Regions from separate parts of the Mus musculus genome. Here region 1 is linked to region 2. A link is a contact called in public HiChIP or PLAC-seq data. All regions are on one chromosome and are shown on one strand. The core of a region is the stretch at or near the end of the contact, and the rest is flanking DNA. Distances in the headings are between cores, read along the strand shown. Region 1 holds the start of Pls1 (plastin 1 (I-isoform)). Region 2 holds the start of Pcolce2 (procollagen C-endopeptidase enhancer 2).

Region 1 (2,700 bases), core at 48-2,547, 210 kb before region 2:
TGTACATAATAAACTACACATAAACCATCTCCAGGACCCTGTGGCTTCTCAACCTTGGAGCCCAGACCACCCAATCTCAGCTTTTTTTCCCTGTCCATTTCTCTCTGTGTGTTTTCTTTTTCTTCCTTCACTCCTGGTATAGGAGGATGTGGCAATCTATAGTGAAGCATTTAGATCGGTCATTCTCTTTTAGTACCAAGTAGTAGTCCATTGTGCTGATGTAGCACGTTTGCTTTTGACAGTCAATTCCTTCCAACTGTGGCTACAGAAAAAGAGAAGGAAGCTACTACATCAGTATTCAAGCCTCTATGTGATATGCTTTAGTTTATCTTGGACAAGAGCTAAGAATGAAATGGCTAAGTCATGTTGTACATACATGTTTAAGTAAATATTTTGAGAGAACACAATTCCTCTTGTACATCTGCACTCAGACAAAAACGTTATTTATTGGACTTTCTGGGTTATGGGATTTTCTAGGCACGGAGAAGTCCTTAGCTCACTCCTCTTTGGCCCAACCAATTCTTTTGGACTTTAAACAGTTTCAGTGTACTGAAGCCACATTCCTACCGGCCTGATTGCTACCTGTTCTGCATCAGTTCAGGACTACAGGGCCAAGGGTCACCTAGGACCTTAGGTCAAAGGACAGCAAAAGTACCCTGCACACCTGTGGATCATGCTACCAGAAAAGCACACAAGAGCCCTTGAAGCTGCGTTCCGTTGGCTTGACTCAGATGTTGTTGGAAAAAGGTCCTGCCTTTGTTTGAGTGTGGGCTTTGGTTATTTATTTTAAATAGGTGTGGCTGTTTAATAAAGAGGGAAGGATCATCTGAATTCCCCAGAAGGGAGAAGGATGAGAGAAATTGTTTTACTTTAATAATTATCTTACCTTGTGAGCTGTAGTTTTCAAAAGTGCTATGCATACTAGTGTTCTGAGAACACATTAGAAACATCCAGCATTCAGATAAAAGATGCGGATACTCTGGGTTTGAGAGCTGTTTGAACAAAAACCTGAGGCCCCCTTGTTTGAGAACCACCGTGCTAAAACTCATTTCAGGGGTGCAGACAGTTGTAATTAGGCTGAGTGAAGCGTGGGCAGCAGGGATGACGCCCCTGCAGCGCGGGTCCACTTCCCCATCTTCCATCCCCCAACCTCAACACAAACCTCTTTAGTTAGCTCCTGCAAGCCTCCTTTCACCTGACTGCAAAGATCTGGTGGCCTCTCCCCTGGGTGCAGCAACTAAAACCTGGCGAGTGGATTTCAAGCGTGCGGGTGGGGGTGCGGGACGAGCATGCGCAGTGGCGCGAGCGCAGGAGCAAGGAGGCGGGTGAGTGGCAGCCGCAGCGGAGCGGACCAGACCAGCGGGCGCGGGGATCCCGGGCAGGAGCTGCCGAACGGCCGCCGCAGGTACCGGGGGCTGGGTGCCTGAACGCACAAGCGGGCGTGGGTCAGGAGGGGGAGGCCGGGCAGGAAAGGCAAGCTTGGCTTAGCGGCGCTCGGCGAGGGCTCCGGGTTCCTCCGACACCTGCGGGCGCGCTCCTGCCCTGCGGCGGAGTCTTGCGCTCAGGTGTGAAGTCCTGTGTGTCGCTGCTTAAGCCCCAGCCCAGGAAGCACATCGTGATACCCTGCATCTAGGAAGGGAGGGTACTAAGTTTTCTGGTTTAAACTTTGCGTGGCTGTTGAAGAGGTTTTTCTGATCCGTTGGTGTGTCTCTTAAGTTGTGTTACTGTGTTCGCCTCTGGTGCACAGGCGAATGTAGGGACAGAATGAAATTGCATCCGTGTTTGCTGGACTTAAGTGCCTTTCCAGGAGCCCTGGGGCCTCTGGATGCAGTGCAAGAAATGTCAGTCTTAGGGGAAAGTGCCAAGAATTTTGTGCGATTCAGCAGGCTGCATTTTCGAGTATAAGCTTTAAAAATTAAAAAGAAAAAAATACCAAAACAAAATACAGAAACCCATTTTTAACATTATTACCCCCATCCCAGGCTTCAATGAGTAGTATTGAAAAGAAAAACTTTCCTAGTTATTTACATTGTGTGACTTATACAGACATGTATCCTACCTCAAAGCTGTTGTAGACTGTATGGGGCCAACACGGAATGAACATTTCTTTGTTGGAGGAATGTGGAATCATAACTAGAATTTCAGGATGAATACAGAGACCAATGTTTTGGCCCCACAAAGGTGAAGCAAGGGCATTTAATTCCACGCCCCACCTCTTGTAACCAACTCCTCTTTAAACTTAATTCATTAGTGAAATTCTATAGGAAAGTGTTAAATTTGTGATGCGAGAGGCACGTGACCGTAGTAAGTGTAGGAAACGGAAAATTGAAGTTGAGGAGGAAAAAACAAACTAGAAAAGAGATCACAGAAGACCCCCCCCCCTTCCCTTTATTTTCCTGCCGTGAGGGTTTTAATGGTCGAAATAATATACAGTTGGTCTGGTTTTGTTCCGAGGGACCTCTGAGGTCAGCCAGTTCAGCTGCTTCAGTTTACAAATGAGAAAGCTGAGACCAGGGAGGTTAGATGACTTGCTCTGCCCGCGCTCGCCCCTCAGGGCCAAGCAGGGCCTGGGAAGCTGGTTTTCTGATTTCAGGGATCTCTTTACTGTGCCTCTCTGATATTCTTCTTGTTGTAGATGATTGACCTTTCTTTCTCTTCCAGCCTCTCCCGCTCAGTCTGATGGAGGCAGGGAGTTAGTTC
Region 2 (2,700 bases), core at 55-2,554:
ACATCCCCCAGGTCTCTTAATAAACCTCCCAGATAGGTGAAGTAAATCCAGCATTTCACGTTTTCTGGAATCTGCCACTAACCCAAATCCTGACACCAGACGCAAATGGCATCCGTGTGTACTGTTTCCAGTAGCCACGTCCAGAAGAACACCTTTAAAATAAATGCTTACTGTGATTTTCCAAGTACATTTGCTATTCGGAGGGTACATTCCAGGAAAACCTTCACTGCCAATAAATCCAGACTCTCCGGTAAGAATGCCGCCACATGTGAAAACAGGTCTGTGAAAATAAGAGAGAGAACGTTTACATTGATCTGCAGCCTAACAATCTAATGTTAATTCCAAAAAGGCATACGTGCTGATATAAACGAGTGAATGTTGTTTAATAAAATCTTTCACCAGAGAAAAGATCTGAATGCTTGCCATCTCTTAGAATATTTAAATTATAGCCCGATAACGCACTCGCCCAAATTCATCATTAAGACAGACCATATACGTGCAGCTATAGTAAAATATCCCACTCAAAAAGTTATATAAAAATTGAATGAGTTAACGGGAGAGAGTGGGAGAGGTATTGAGAGTCACTCTGGCAGAGCTGCATGGTTTAAAAGACATGGTAAAGATTAAGTTTGTCTCCAGATTTAGAGACAGGCCTTGTTTTTTCCCCTTTCTGGAAAACTTGGGTGTCTCAGCGCGCCCCGGGAAAAGGGGAGGCAGCCGCGGTTGGAGGTGATGCGGGAGTTAGCCATCCTGTAGGTGCCTCTGGCCAGGCACTAGGCTGTTAGTGAGGAGTCACTTAAAGACCGGCTCCCCAGGTTAGTCTTAGATTGGCCAAGCTGGGAGGAAAAGCGCGGGGCGGAGGAGGGCGCATATTCAAGCATATTCAAGCGCTAAAGCGCCGGCGCCCAAACCGCTGGGAGGCAAGGCAAGGGAGGGCGAGCCGCGCCACGTGGTGGCCCGGGAGCCGTAGGGCCAGCGCTCGGGGGGGGGAGCACCGCAGTCCGCGGTGGCGCTGTGCGGGTTCCCGGGCGCGGGGAAGGGAGGGCGGGGGACGTTACCTCTCTGGCGTCTGCGGCCGGGCCATCCGCGCGGTGGCCAGAAGCAGGCAGAGCGGGATGCAGGCGCTCGCGCCCCCCATGGCCGGCAGCTCACTGCAGCATCCCGCCGGGCGCCCGCAGCCAGGTACAGAGTGCGCCGCGGCCGGCAGGAGGGCGGTTTTTGAAGGCGATCCGGGCGGACTCCACGCCTAATTTCCCCAGGGGACGCGCCCTGGCAGCCGCGGGCGGCGGCTGAATGTCCCGTTTGTTCTCCAGCGGGAGGGGCCACAGCCTGTCCCCTGGGCGGCCGCAGGGGGGAAGGGAGCCCCGCCAGCGGTACCCAGGACCAGCCTTGGTTTTCCGGGGTGGGGGGTTGCCCCCAGCTGCTCTCAAGTAAAACTGCTGGGGAACCCGGCTCCTCCTTTGTGTTCTTGGAATAGCAGTCCCAAGGGGCAAGTAAAGAGATCCTTCCATAGTGGACTTCCAGCCCTTAACTCTCGCTTTAAATACACTCGCGCTTGAGCCTGTGTGCACCGGAGTGTAACAATGGCTAGAGAGATGATTTTGTGGGCAGATTTCAACATGCATTTGCAAGCAAGCGATTTGTGAGTGAATTGTTGTTAAATGTCAGATCCTCTCATCTCACCACCCACGTTAGGTTGTGAAAACGGTGTTTCTCTGCAGGCACCTCTGTTTTTTTTGAAGTTTTCCGAACGCCGGAAAAGGAAACGTTATTGATGAGTTAAGATTTATAAACTATATCCCCGAGAACGGTTCTAGCATCGAGGCTTTATTTAACTTCAGAAAAATTTCATACTTTTTTTTTTAACGTCACCAGAGAGTCCTAAAAGACCACCAAGAGCAGAATGTACTCGAGACTCATGGGAGCTACAACTTAACTTGAGGGTTTCATTAACGACGCGCCTTTTGCATTACATTCACCTTTATAAGAAGAAGAAAAAGATAAAAGAAAACAAACAAAGAAACAAAAACAAGGCAAGGCAAGACTTGTCAATACCCTAACTCCAGGGCCCGATAGCGCAGAGAATAAGAGGACTTGCCTGTGGTTCTTTCAGAGGACCCAAGTTCATTTCCAGCACCCCATATCAGTCAACTCCCTGGGACTTATTACCCTCATCTGGCTTTTTTGGGCACACACACAAATATTTTAAAGATTTAATTTCTAATAATGAACTTGTAATCTTAAGAACTTAACACTCCGGCAAGCAAATAACAATGACTACAGGCAATAACCTAAAAGTCGGAAAACCTACCAGTCGGTGGTGGTGCACGCCTTTAATCCCAGTACTTGGAAGGCAAAGGCAGGCAGGTCTTTGAGTTAAAAGCCAGGCTGGTCTACAGAGTGAGTTCCAGGACAGCAAAGGCTACACAGAGAAACCCTGTTTCAGAAACAAGCAAACAAACAAACAAACAAACAAACAAACAAAACAAAACTGGAAAACCCAAGGACCTGTCTAGGAACCAGAGTCCTCTTCAGAGTTTAGATTGCCTTAGCATTTAAAACAAGTTTTAATAGGTGTTTTGCCTACATGTATATATCTATGCACTCTGTGTGTGTGCGTGCGTGTGTGTGTGTGTGTGTGTGTGTGTGTGTGTGTGTGTGTGTGTGTGTGTGTGTTCAGTGTACACAAAGACCAGAAGA

What was found. HiChIP or PLAC-seq counts read pairs in DNA pulled down with a chosen protein or histone mark.
Region 1: a contact with region 2 is called in an H3K4me3 HiChIP or PLAC-seq map of stem cell-derived neural progenitor cells, with 53 read pairs. The contact joins the promoter of Pls1 here to the promoter of Pcolce2 in region 2. A contact is called at or near these places in 18 of 39 promoter capture datasets (the 3T3-L1 cell line, 3T3-L1-derived adipocytes, the C10 cell line and 10 more), 6 of 484 Hi-C or Micro-C datasets (Th1 cells, cortical neurons, embryonic stem cells and 2 more), 14 of 115 datasets of contacts at active chromatin or transcription factors (craniofacial prominence, embryonic forebrain, embryonic hindbrain and 8 more) and 2 of 9 other capture datasets (adipose tissue and pancreatic islet).

The regions. Positions count from the first base shown.
Region 1 is chr9:95,843,876-95,846,575 of GRCm38.p6, reverse strand. It overlaps Pls1 (plastin 1 (I-isoform)), which reads left to right and starts at 1,297. Exons shown (of 16, transcript NM_001033210.3): 1 at 1,297-1,405.
Region 2 is chr9:95,636,232-95,638,931 of GRCm38.p6, reverse strand. Pcolce2 (procollagen C-endopeptidase enhancer 2) reads right to left here and starts at 1,304. Exons shown (of 9, transcript NM_029620.2): 1 at 1,059-1,304; 2 at 172-280. The coding sequence starts at 1,138.